Linked DNA regions of Mus musculus: region 1 is linked to region 2. Evidence: chromatin contacts called from public HiChIP or PLAC-seq data. All regions are on one chromosome and are shown on one strand. Each heading gives the region's core, a stretch centred on a gene start, on an enhancer-like site or on the middle of the called end of the contact. The rest is flanking DNA. Distances are from core to core; before and after follow the strand shown. Region 1 holds the start of Arsg (arylsulfatase G). Region 2 holds the start of Pitpnc1 (phosphatidylinositol transfer protein, cytoplasmic 1).

Evidence for each region. HiChIP or PLAC-seq counts read pairs in DNA pulled down with a chosen protein or histone mark.
Region 1: an H3K27ac HiChIP or PLAC-seq map of embryonic stem cells shows a contact between it and region 2, with 7 times the contacts expected there. The contact joins the promoter of Arsg here to the promoter of Pitpnc1 in region 2. A contact is called at or near these places in 1 of 39 promoter capture datasets (embryonic stem cells), 3 of 115 datasets of contacts at active chromatin or transcription factors (astrocytes, embryonic stem cells and extraembryonic endoderm stem cells) and 1 of 9 other capture datasets (pancreatic islet).

The regions. Positions count from the first base shown.
Region 1 is chr11:109,471,503-109,475,281 of GRCm38.p6, forward strand. Arsg (arylsulfatase G) reads left to right here and starts at 1,872. Exons shown (of 14, transcript NM_028710.3): 1 at 1,872-1,919. Slc16a6 (solute carrier family 16 (monocarboxylic acid transporters), member 6) reads right to left here and starts at 2,096. Exons shown (of 6, transcript NM_001029842.2): 1 at 1,746-2,096. The coding sequence starts at 1,990.
Region 2 is chr11:107,469,345-107,473,293 of GRCm38.p6, forward strand. It overlaps Pitpnc1 (phosphatidylinositol transfer protein, cytoplasmic 1), which reads right to left and starts at 1,376. Exons shown (of 9, transcript NM_001359616.1): 1 at 547-1,376. The coding sequence starts at 594.

The sequences.
Region 1 (3,779 bases), core at 622-3,121, 2.0 Mb after region 2:
CAAAACTTCCCCAACTCTAACCTGCTAAACGGCCTCAGCCACGTTTGAATGAATCACTGGCTACAAGCTATTCACCCGGTTTGCAAGACCATCGAGTTGAAACCCAAGCCCCTAATTTAAGTGTCTTCCTCTGGAGTTCCACTGAGGAAAAGTCCTGTTTCTGGAAACCGCAGAAGGAAAACTCAGGGCCAGTGGTACTCATTAAGACCAGTTTTCCACTTGACTGCATTGTTTATTTACATACTGTCAGTTTCTATCTTTGACGGTGCCGGGTGCCGCTGGTCCCTTAATTACCAGGAAAGGTGTTTCACCACTGTATTCTCCCCAACCCCCGAGCCACCTAACAGTGCTTGGCACACGGGAAGACCTTAGTATAGGAACTGGCACTTTCTTGTAGCTAGACACTCATCAGAATGGTTTGTAAAAAAAACAAAACAAAACAAACAAACAAACAAACAAACAAAAAAAACCAGTCAGATCACCAGAGGCTGAAATCTCAATCCTAAGGTAGAAATCCCCTTCCCGTCAAAAGCAGCCAGCACAGTGCCTAGCTGTACAAACCACCAGCTTCCAGGTTAAGGAGTTGTAATGGGTTCCTCAATTCCTACGATCTTCCCCCCTACCCTGTTGTTCGATGACATTTTTACACGCCATCTAACAAACTTCTATCACTTGTCTGCTGCGGTGCAGGGATTGAGAACAACCCAGAAGGAAATTAACCTATTTCCTCTTTAAAATCATTCTCCCCCCACGCCTGGAGCCGTTCAGCTGCACGACACTTTGCTGCCGCTGGTAGCCCGGCGGACCTTGGAAGTTGTGCGGGACCGACCAGCAGGCAGCAAGCGGGTGACAGTGCAGCCCGGCAAGGTGTGGGACCCACGCTCCGAAGGGAAATCTGTCTCTCTCCGGGACCGCCCTGGGGAGGGGGGTAACAGGGATGGAGACCCGAAGTTCCACTTTTCCCTCGTGCTGCCTCAGTGGCCGCCTTGGGTGCGCGCGCGAGCCCGGGGAAGGAAGGTACCTCTCTGACATTTCGCTCTGCTGACGCGCCGGCAACTTCATGAGGAAAATCCAGAGAGGGTCTGAGACGGTCGCCGGACTCGCCTCACAGCCTGGCTCCTTTCACCCCGGGTTGGGGACGATCAAAGGCCAGGGCACCCTTTAAGGTATTTCCTGGAACCCATCTATACTTAGGGTCATGGACATTCAACTCTCAGTTGCCCACAACTGCCCGAGCGCGTCATCCCAGTGGCTCCGAACACTCCCAACTGTCAGAATATTTTTCGGATTAACCTCTTTAAAATGTTAAAAGCTTTCCTCCTCCCCGCCCTTAAAAAAAAAAAAAAGGCCCCAACACATATTAAAAAACAAACAAACAAACACCCATACCCCACAATCAAACTTTTAAGCGTGTAAAATAATAAAACCAACTCACCAAGTTAGAAGGGAAGAGAATAAACCCCAAAAGGCACCCAATAAGGCGGAGGCTGGGCCTCCGGAGCCTTCTTATAAACCGCTCCGTAACATGAGAAAAAGGTTTAACCCCTTAGGGCGTGGGCCAGAGTCTCTATCAAGTTGGCTCCGGGCGGGGAGCCTGGAGTACCCTGGCCCCCAACCCACGCCAGCCTCGGCCACCCGAGCCACACCCTCCCCCCGCCCCCCAACCCTGTCGCCTCCTCCCGGGCCGTGCGTGCCGCCGCCCGCGCCCCGGCCCCGCTTCTCTCTGCCTATCTCTTATCCTATACCGGCTGCAGCCGGTCTCCGCCGGCCTCGGGGGCGCGCCGCCGACCATGTGCTGGGAGCGCCGAGCGCCTGCAAGGAGGGGGCCGGCCTGGTGCGCGCGCGCGGGCCCACGTGGATCGGGGCCGCGCAAGGCACGCGCCCCGCCTGCCGGCTGCCGGGGCTGGGGGTCACGGAAGGTAACCGCGCTGTCATCGCGGGTCGCCCATCCCCGCCGACGCCTCTGGGGTCCTTGGCCCGACGCCCTCATCCCCTCATCCGCGCGTGCCCGTGTGATCCCGGCCCGATCGGACCCCGGCACTTAGCTGCAGTGCGAGCGGGAGCGCGATCGAGCCCGGGGCGACCGAGTGCGCCCCTGCACCCCCTCTCCGAGCGCAGCTCCCGGGTCCGCCCGCGCCCTGAGGATTTGGGGAGCCAGTGAGGAGGCTGGGGAGGGGGGGTTGGGAGGGCAGGGGAGGCGCGCGTTTGGGCTGGTCCCGCGCGTCCCTGGTCCCGGACTGAACAGGTTCCTTCCAGTTTGGGTGTGAGCGGAGCACGCGCGGGATCCCGAGTTCCTCCTCTAGAGACCACTTCCCCCCCAAATTTCGTCAACTCGCGCGCCCCGCCAGTTCCCCTTCCGGGCATGCGGGGGGAAGTGCCGCAATGGGCCCTAAGGAGCCCGCGGCTGGGTTGCTGCCGGTGCACTGTCGTGTTCCCCCGCCTCCCCTCCCCGTGCTGCCTTGTTTGCAGCCGCAGCAGCCACCAGCCGCCAGCATCCGCGCTGCGCGAAAGAGATGGGAGAAGCCTGGCTGAGTCAGCATCTCCGCTTCTCCGTGCGCGCGCACCCGCCTAGGCGGGAGGCGGCGTGAGCACAGGTGCACGGCAGCCTTAACCCCCCCCCCCCCCAGGAGGCTTCTGGGGGGATCGAGACCCCCAAACCTCCAAGCCCCCTGATCCCAAAGGTCACTATGAACTAAATGGATGCTTCCGGAGAAGCCCGAGTTATTCCTGAGGACAGCGCGTGTCTGAGGATTAGGGACTGTTCAGAGCCAGAGGGGGCGCAAAGTTGGTTTCCTGGACTCCATCTCACACCTCTGGAGAAAAACTGGGTACTGCCTCACAGCAAAAGCCCTGTTCCTCTGCATTCCCCCCCCTTCCCCCCTCAGACTTAGGCAACCCACGTCGGTTGATTGTGGCTCAGAGATTGTCTTTCTGATGTTAGAAACTGCAGAGAACCTACTTTGGGAGTGTGCCTGAAGGGTCGCCACCCACCGGGAGGAGCACCGGTTCAAAATTTTAATAAAAACCTTTCCTTGCTCTGTCATTTCCCCCAGGATTTGGGAATGCAGTCACCCAGTGCTGTCAATAGGCTCTGGTGTGGCTAAGTGAGGAGGCAGGTGTATTGGTGCAGAGTGTGTTACTCTGGTCACTGTAGTCCAGCCAGGCTACCACTGAATAATAACTGGCAAATTTGTGGGAATAATTAAACCTTTACCCCATCCCAGACAGGTGTAGTCCACGCTGGCTTCAAACTTATATTTGACCCCCCCCCCCCCAAATCCTGGTTTGTTTGTTTTTAAAAAACACGATCTCACTAGCCAAGCCAAGACTAACCTAAAACTGAAGATCCTCCTGTCTCGGCCTCCAAAGTGATGGGATCGCAGGGTTCTTTTTTCTTTTTCTTTTGGTTTTTTCAAGACAGCTTTGAAACCAGGCTGGCCTCTGCCTCCCGAGTGCTGGGATTAAAGGCGTGCACCACCACCGCCTGTCGCAGGCTTCTTTTTCTTAACCAAGGTCTGTCTGTAACTGGTCTGCACCGCCTAGCTTCAACCCGTCCACCAGCCTCATCCTGCACTGTAGCTGTGACTACAGGCACAATACGCTCTGCCTGGCTGGAAATGGCACGATTTTAAGACACGTTTTAAAGATGGAGCTCAGCTGATCTTGGGCTTGCAATCTTTCTGACTGTGCCTCCCAAGCACTGAAAACGCTGGCATGTGCCGTGATGCCTACCTCTTGAGTTTTCTCAACCTCTGAGTTTAAAACTTAGATAGTGCCCA
Region 2 (3,949 bases), core at 126-2,625:
CGCGGAGGGAGCCTGGATGCTCGGCTGGGCAGGAGCCAGCGCCTAGACCGGAGGCGACAAGAAGTCGGGTTCTAAACGGACCCTCTCCAGGCCTCCCACATGCCCCCAAGGCGGGACTCTGGTCTGCAGATCCCACCCGCGCGGAATTTGTCCCTGCAAGCCCACCTTGTAAAGAGGACATGGGGACAGTGGCTACCACCACGGCCGGTTACCCCGATACTCCGGCTGCAGAGCATGCTTGGGCTCTTATACTCTGTGCATTTGCTTAATTGGAGGGAGGGGGCGCAACAGCTCCCTGTGACGCATTGTGGTCCCCAGGAATCTGATTCTAGATGTCCCCGAAGAGCTCACCTGGACTCCCCCGCCCCACCCCCACGCCGCCTTTCCTCTGCTGGGGTGACGAGTGGGAACAGCGAATCCCCTGCCTCCTCCCCCTCCAGCCTCCAGGTTTGGGCGCCAGGGTTTCCCCGCCGCACGCAGTGGACCCGCCGGCCGAGTGGTGGCGGCTGGGGACCCGGAGCGGGCGAGGCCGGGCGCGGTGCCTACCTCGTCCACGGTGAGCGGCATGCAGATTCGGTACTCCTTGAGCAGCATGTTCCTGCCGGCCGCAGACCTCGGGAAAGAAGGGGGCGTCCCAACAGATGAGCAAGGCTGGAGCCCAGAGGAGGGCAAAGACGCTGGGAACCGGCAAGCGAAGCAGCCCCGGTGGTGCGCTCAGCTCCTAACTGCCTCCGGTCCGCCCCGGAGCATGTCAAGCTTCGGGTCCCGGTGTCTGTGACTCCCCCGCCTCCTTCCTCGCAGAGATCAGCCCTCTCGGTATTGCAAAGTCAGGCACTGAGGGAGGGAGACCCGCGGGAGACAGCTCGGATCAGCAGCCCCGGGCTGGTAGGCGCGGCCACCAGATCAGGACATGCCCGGCGGCGGGCAAGAGAGGCAAAAGGAGGAGGAAAAGGGATTTCCACAAATTCAAACAAACGCACAAAAGTCTCCTCTGGATCCTCCTCCGAAAGCAGAGCTGAACCTGGCGAGCCCCCTTTTTCTCCTACCCGTCTACCGTGGGTTAATGTCACCAGGAACACATTGCCGCGGGAGCAGGCGATGCTGACTTTCCAAACAAAGGCTCGATGGGCTCCTCTCCCCGGGCGGTAAACAAGATTTCCTGCTCTTTTTTAGGGCCAGTCCCCGAGTCTCTCCGGAGCTCAGCTGAGAGAGAAAAGGGAAGCCGCAGCCGCCAAGGCTCTGCCCTGCTCTGGGCCCCGGGTGTCTTCAACCTAGGCGGTTGGCTGCCAGCGGCTTGCGCGCGTCCCCTCCCCCGAGTCCCTCGGCTCTGAGAGCGCCGTGCGTGCCCGTGAGTTTGCAGCCACCTCGCCGCGACTGGAGAGTCCGCGCCGAGCTGCAGTGTGCCTGGGGCAGGGAGGTGGGTGCGGGAGGAGCGAGAGCGACGAGGCTGACATCAGCAGCGGCCGCGGCGGGGAGGGTAGCCCCATCCGGCCAATGGGGAAATGGCAAAGAATGTGGAGGATTTAAACAAAACAGCATGTCTCTCCCGTCTGCTGCCAGACGCCAGGGCTGTCCCAGAACCTAGAACAGCTAACGCAAAGAGAACAGAGAATCGCAAAGAAGCTATCCTGGACTCTTACAACGTTGGATCTGTTTTCAAATGTAACCTGGGTGCCATAGGGCTCTCTACTTAGTCGCTTTGGAAACCGTTTCCAAAGTGCACTAGTGCCCCTTGACTTTGGGGCTGGGGGCGTGTTTACAAATGCTCACAGCGAACATTTTTTTCTCTCTGATGGAGTAAGCAAGGCCGGAGCAAGAGAAATGATGGTTTTAGAATGGGTTTTTCTAACATGCTCTCAAGGCGGAGTTCTGCAGCAGTGTTGGTGAAAACAGAGTAAAAATGCGTGCGCGCTCGCAACCACACACACACACACACACACACACAGAGAGAGAGAGAGAGAGAGAGAGAGAGAGAGAGAAGCATTGCCTGCTACCTCTTTCTCCCTGGCTCTCTGCAATCCCAACTGCAGGCTTCCCAGAGCAGAAAGAATAGGTTTTCGTGTCAGCACTCCTAAGTTCAAAAAGTCACAGTGAAATGTCAATAAAAATGCCCGGGGTGTTGGTATTTCATCCATATTAAACAGATCTCTCATTTTAACCACAAGAAGCACATTCTTTAGTTACTCAGGAAGCAGCATGTAACTGCTGAAGTCTGGTTTTCATTTGTCTGGCATTCGGTTTTGGTTTGTTTTTTTTTTTTTTTTTTTTTTTTTTTAGCTTGTTTTCCTAAAAATGGAGGAAAAAAGTGCATCCACTGCCTATAGGAGGATAATGTGTAAACATCACTGGCTCTCAAACATAGATGCATATGTTCACACAAACGTGTGTGTGTGTGTGTGTGTGTGTGTGCATTTGTGAGTTCTGGAGACCCACATTCACCCATAGAGCTTGCATTGGGCAATGCAGACTCTGCAGGCCTCAATGGTATAGTATGTTAAAATGATGCTCAATAAGTCACTAATCAACATAATGAGGGTGGGCTCTGGCTAATGTTGTCCAGATGACCCAAGTTTAGAGCTCAGGGAACATGATCCAGCCTGCTAGGAAAATGACACCCTAAACATAGCTTATATTCTGGTAAAGAAAGAAAGAAAGAAAGAAAGAAAGAAAGAAAGAAAGAAAGAAAGAGAGACAAAGAAAGAAAACTATTTTCTAGATAAATGCTTCCCAAAGTTGGCTCTGAAATATTTACAGCAGCTAATTAAAGGTAAACCAAACACCCTGAGAAATTTTGTTTTGTTTTGTTTTTGAGACAGGGTTTCTCTGTCTAGCCCTGGTTGTCCTAGAACTCACTTTGAAGTCCAAACTGACCTTGAACTCAGAGACCTACCTACCTGCCTCTGCCTCCCAAGTGCTGGAATTAAAGGTGTAGGCTACCACCGTCCTTCAAGGTAGATCATTAAATTTGACCTGATAGTGTTGAATTGGAAGCTTGTGAGACAAAAAGAACCCAAGATGATTTTTTTTTCTTTTTTCCTTTTAGCAGAATGGCACTTAATCATCTTCACAGTGGCTTCCTACTGTGTATTTCCAATTATCTCTAGACTGCTAATACTATCTAATGTAATGTGCATGGCATGTGAATAGTTGTTATATCGCATTGTTCAGAGAGTAAGGACATCTGCCATGTGTTCCGTACATTAGTGGTTTCTGAGTATGTTTTGATCCGTGGGACAGTGGATGCACTGACAGGGAACCCACAGACACTGCTGGCTGGCTGTACTTTTCTTTTTCTTTTCTTTTCTTTTCTTTTTTTTTGTTTTTTTCTTCTTTTTTTCTTTTTTTTTGTTTTGTTTTTGATTATTTTTTTCTTTTTTTTTTTTTTCTTTTTTTTCTTTTTTTTTTTTTTGGCTGTACTTTTCTTCCACCTCACATTACAAGGTGACTTTCCCCAGTATATTGTCTTTTTCTTTCTACTTGGCTTCCTTATTTCCCCGGTCTCACTAATAGTGTGCAAGCACAGCTTTAACCATAGCAACTTGAAAGCCTTTTGGTGACAACAGGAGGCTCCAGGCTCTAAGACCTTCTCTCCCACTTTAGTCCACGAGTATTTCTTAACACCAATGGCCTCAGAAGACCTTCACTTCTCAGCTTTGATCCTTCTGCTCATCCCATTATTGCCTTCTTGGAGAATCCTTCATGCTATCCACGGCCTCATGACATTATTTTAAAGCCAAGTATTGACTATCTATCCATCTGTTATGGAAAGTAACACCGATAACAATATGCTGAATTGGTTAGGATATAATACTAGAGGTGCCTGTGTTAACATTAATACTACAGGGAACATATGGGAACATGTAGACCAGATGGAATGAGGAAGAGAGGAGGCATAAAAACGATCTGGGCGGGAATTAGGGGCGGCTAGTATTCATTACTATGGTTCGTG